Regions from separate parts of the Zea mays genome. Here region 1 is linked to region 2. Evidence: chromatin contacts called from public Hi-C data. All regions are on one chromosome and are shown on one strand. The core of a region is the stretch at or near the end of the contact, and the rest is flanking DNA. Distances in the headings are between cores, read along the strand shown.

Region 1 (2,700 bases), core at 99-2,598, 220 kb before region 2:
TTAGAGCGCAATGATTCATGGGTCCTTGGTGATGTTCAAAGGCTAAAAGCATTGGATAGGACATAGTCCAAGCCTAATGTAGGAAAAGTGTCACTTCACGCTCTCCCCAACTCTGATTTATTTGTGCTGTGATTAGTATAACCATTTAAGCAACTGTGTAATTGTTTTTCTTTCAATCTTACACTTGTTATGTTTAGCATAATGAGAGTAGTTTTGTTACTTTCTAGGAAGAGAAAATCCAGTTTGTTTTTGTTTTTAGTGTTTACTTAATACGAGATTGAATGCATGGTATTACGAGGTGTATATTTAGTGTGACCACATCTTTGTTATAGAAATTTGGACCTTTCAATTGACATATCAAATTGGTTCATAAGTATAAAAAATAAAGAGACACGATCTCTTATTTCTCTTCTTATCTAATATAATAAAATACATTGTTATAAAAACACCAATTAACATTATATATTTTTGTTAGCGTCACTAAAAATAAATGTTTACATACCTTAAAATATACAGTAAGGTGTCCATATATTGCTACGACTATCCTCTGTTCATAAAGCTGGTTAGATTTTATGGGTCAAAATTTGTTTACCATCTGTCAAATGCAAAACATGCTCACAAAACTTTCTTAAGGCTAGTTTAGGAATCATATTTTCCTAAATAGGGATGAAAACGGTCGAAAACGATCGAAAAAACAGCTAAATTGTTTTTGTTTTCATATTTTTTTGGTCGGGACGAAAATGAAAATCAACCGTAGAAATACGGGATCGGAATTGTCGGTTATTCGAAAACGATAAACTATAGTCGGAAAGATAACTATTTTATAGTTTTATCAAAAATATAATAAAGTGATGTATTGCCTAATTTTTAAGATTTAGAAATACACAAACAACTCTTTTTCATCATTCATATTAGTTAGAGTAATTATAACATTTGCTTTTTGCTTATTCATTCACTTGAACACAACAAAAGTTTATAACTTAAATAAATTATATGCTAGATCTATCTCATATTATATAAAACGGTATTAGCATGACTCGGAAACGAAAAATACGAAAACGATCGAAAAACTAGCTAAATTGTTTTCGTACCGTTTCTAATCGGTTCCTGAACAATTCGAAAACGATCGGGAAAAAATAGTATTCGAAACGGGACGGTACGGAAATTTCCCGTCATGTTTTCATCCATATTCCTAAATCTTTTGGAAAAATGTGGTTCCCAAACTAGCGCTTAAGAGGCAGATCGGGATCCTCTCCATGGCCCACCTGTCATCTGTGTAGTCGTGTAGTCATAAGAAGAAGAGTCTCGACTCGCGACTCAAAACCAAAACCCTCCATCCATTCTACACGCGCCGCCGCACTCCTGTACACGCCCCGCCGCCACCGCCTCCACCACCACAGCGCGCAGGAATCCCTCGTTCTCTGAGGGTTTCAGGCGTCGTATGTAAGAGAAGATGGCGCTCTCAGTATCCATGGAGGGCATCGAGGCGCGGGCGCGGGATCTCGGGGTGGACCTCTCCGCTGTCGATCTGGACTCCATCACCCTCCCGGCCGGCGAGGACTTCGGCATCGTCAGGTAGACGCACGCGCCGCCTCACGTCAGGTCCCAATCAGTGACAGGCGCCAGCTTAGCGCGCTTAATATGTGGTGGCCTTGGTTGCCCTAATTCTGCTTTTCGCAGATGCGATCGTCTACGGTGGGATTTTGTAGGTTTGGTGCAATATTAGTGTGTTCTGTTCTAGGTCCTGGCATCAGCTGATGTGCAGAGCAAATTTGAGCGATTGTTTTTTCGGGACTGACAGTACTCCGTTGTGGTTGGACTGGTACTAGTGTGTTGTGGTTGCCAAAGACGTTTTTAGATTTTTTGTGTTTGTGGTGGGCGTCAATCTGACGCCTATTTTTACATATTACTCTGGCAAATACCAAAAGAATCTGATATCATATAAAACTATGTAGTCTTGATTTGCTGTTTGCAGCTGCAAGCATTTATGCTGGTTTGTGCCGAATTGTTGACTGTCTCGTTTAATATGCTGCTAGTATATTGTTATGACTGCTCATTTTGTGCAGTAAGCATAGTTCACGAAATAGTAGGCTAGAGGCCTGTTTGGTTTCATGCTTAAGACGCCACAACTTGCCTAACTTTTCCGCCTAAGGTTAGTTACTTAGTTCTTCGATTCGAGTGACTAAGCTTAGATATGTTGTGGCGTCTTAGGAAGGAAACCATACATGCCCACACAAAGGTTAATCAGGTGCAGTAATACCAGTTTTGCATAGACAATACCTTTGCTTGCCAGCACGATGAGAATGTAAATCTTTAGTGCTCTGAGATATGCATTTAGTACAGATGACTTTTATATGATTTTCTGGGTTACAGTATCCTTGATTTGTTTTCAGCGTTGCTTGTTGCTACTTGCTATTTGCTTATAATATCCCTACAATTTGCAGTGATGACGAGGAGGTACTTCGTGGTGAGGATCTTCCAGAACTTGAAATGGGTTTGTCCAACATTATTGTCGTGGACAATCTGCCAGTTGTTCCTCCAGAAAAGTTTGAGAAGCTTGAGAATGTCATACGCAAGATCTACAGCCAAATTGGAGCGATAAAAGAAAATGGTCTATGGATGCCTGTAAACCCAGAGACAAAGAAGACATACGGTTACTGTTTCATTGAGTATAGTACCCCTCAGGTATTTTACTTGTTG
Region 2 (2,700 bases), core at 25-2,524:
TGTGAGGACATACCCAAACAAGCTGAAGCATGCGGGGTTCACAATGCACCAAGGGCTAGACGGATTACTCAGTACTATTATAAGTAGTGTGCCCCCCACAAAATCTTTCTATATACGACGCATTATACTCGGAATTCATACTTTTGTTGCCCCCCCCCCCCCCCCCCCCCCCCCCATCTCTATCTGACCCGGATTCCCCCCTGTGAGAACTCTTGGTGATCAAGTAGGCCACTAAACAAGGATATATATACCGCGCGCAAGTACATGTACATTGCTTGTTTCGGAATGGACCTTGCCGAAACCAACCTAATTAACCAGTGAGAAGTAGAGTAATGTGTACTAATGTGGAGGAGCAAGGGGAGATGGTCCTGCTAATGGCCGATTTGGCGCGGTTTATGATTGCCACTTATAGAGCATGAGTGAACAAGATCTGCAACGCCGCTCGCGTGGCTAGCGCGCTGAGACAAAAAAAGTAGTAGATCAGATGCCGATCATGCATGTAGATGATGATGATGACGACGACGATTGTTATGACAGTGAGTCTAGTTTTTTTTACAAGGCAGAGGCAGAGGCAGGGATGATGATTAATTACTGTGATGCATGCATGGATTAGCAGTGATTGTAGATGAGTGTGTAGCGGCCGAAAGGTGAGAAGGAAGGGCGGTAGCTTTGGCAGGAAGCAATTAACTAGTAGTAGTATTAGTAGTAATCTCCAGGTCACTCCGAATATACCCATCAGCCCCAAGTGGGAAACAGAATGCACAGATCTGGGCTGGCTCCCTCTAAAGAGGCTCCGACTTCGAAGCTCCATTGCTACTTGTGGTATAGAACTGACGTGTGTGCGGCGGGCGGGACCAATGATCAGTTGCGACCTGGTACCCTCGATCAGTTGCGACCCGGAAGCTAGACGACTTTCGAAACCGAGGGGCTGATGCTTAACTGCAGGAGCTGACTGGATGGAGATGGACCTGGCGACAAGCGATCCAGCGATCAGGGCGAGACCACATGCTCCCGCGCCCCTATCGACGCGAGATCGACTTGCTTCTCCTGGTCATCCATAGTACTTTAGGCCTGGCCTATCATGGACGGACTAGGAAAGGAACGGAGGCGGCGTGAGGAAGGAATCAAACAACGGGGCGGAGGAGGGGTAGACGTACTGACTGACCTTTTCCCCTTCTTCTTCTGATCTTCTCCGTTTGGGCAGTGGGGAGAACCTCTGTTGGGACTGGGGTCGACGAAGACGAACGCGGGTTACGCTTACGCTTGTGTAGGGTATACAGTACACTTTCAGTTTCTATTTAGTCGTTGCCGTAATCGCGGGTTTCAGGGCGCGAAATCATGTGGCCGTTTTCAGAGAGATTCAGAAACGTAACAGGGGGCCCGGCCGGCCCACACGCCCAACCAATGGCTGGCTGACCTGTGTGCTGTCTTCCTGGACCTGCATCAAGACCGTGGGCTACAAAAAAAAAAGCCCAACCCCTTTTGTGCTGTCCACCGGTGTGCCTTGGTAACGCTCATACTGCATACGAGGTGCGCACGAGAGTCGAGAGTACTGGAATGGGCACGGGACGCGCTCTGTTTCCGACGCGCAGGCATGGACATGGACGACACCGGCTACCGGTCCCATCTTATTGACGGAAATGGAGTAGGACGACCGATTCCATTCGTCGGCGGGAGCAGGACTGCAAAATTGTCACCCATCTTATTAACTTCGCTCAGGAAACGCACTCCCTTTTTGTCCCCTAATGGACTTTTTGTCAAGTCATTAATGTTTGGATGGAAGGACGAGGAAGGACGAAAAACGATGGGATGAGATCATTCTAATTTAACCCGCGTTTTGTTTGGAGGTCTAGAGTCAGGTTAAGAAATATTCTTCAAAAATGGTGTATGAGGTCATTCCTCAAAAAATAAGGAATGAAGTCAGCCTAGGGTTGATCCCGTCTCATCCCTTATTAACACCGAACCAAACACTACCTAAAGATGTCCTCGCTCGTACATATTAAAGAAAAAAAAGATATGTTCTGGAAGGGACAGCTAGGACTCATGTTGATTTTCGCACTACTAGCCTCCAAAACTGCCCAGCCAAAGCCATCTCTAAAGTCCTCACTCGAAGGTTACATGAGCATATTCCGGATCTTGTTCGGGGTGATCAGACTGGCTTTGTGAAAAAAGGAACATAGCCAAGAATTATGCATATGCCATGGATATTCTATGTTACTATTATGGTAGCAAAATCCTCTCTGCCATCTTTAAAGTTGATTTGCATAAAGCCTTTGATTCGGTTAATTGGGGGAGCCTTATCAAAATCCTTCTCCACCGGGGCTTCTCTCGTCGTTGGTGCGACTAGATGTCGGATGGTGCTCCCTGTCCCATTCTTCAGTACATGGAACACACACTTATTTTTTATTAGGCATATGTGGGAGCCCTCACCGGCATAAAGATTGCTCTCAATGACTTTGCCTTGGCAACCGGGCTCACTATCAACTACCATAAAACCACCATACTCCCTATCCATGTGGATGCTGACTTTGCCTAGAGCTTAGCTGGTGTCTTTGAACCGTGGTCTTGGCCTTCCCCGAGCCTTACCTTGGCCTTCCTCTCACTCCCAGAGGGCCACTACGTCTGACTAATCCCCCTTGTTACCTCTTGTGATCAAAATCTATCAGGTTCAAAATATAAGCTTTTTAAGGTCTTGTTCGG

The links. A called contact is a pair of places that touch in the nucleus more often than the background predicts.
Region 1: a Hi-C map of ear shows a contact between it and region 2, with 2.0 times the contacts expected there. The contact joins the promoter of LOC100216593 here to the promoter of LOC103637683 in region 2. A contact is called at or near these places in 2 of 25 Hi-C or Micro-C datasets (bundle sheath and ear).

The regions. Positions count from the first base shown.
Region 1 is chr1:98,230,911-98,233,610 of Zm-B73-REFERENCE-NAM-5.0, reverse strand. LOC100216593 (Eukaryotic translation initiation factor 3 subunit B) reads left to right here and starts at 1,348. Exons shown (of 11, transcript NM_001360043.1): 1 at 1,348-1,575; 2 at 2,445-2,685. The coding sequence starts at 1,454.
Region 2 is chr1:98,008,681-98,011,380 of Zm-B73-REFERENCE-NAM-5.0, reverse strand. It overlaps LOC103637683 (VAN3-binding protein), which reads right to left and starts at 1,274. Exons shown (of 9, transcript XM_020546436.3): 1 at 1,166-1,274.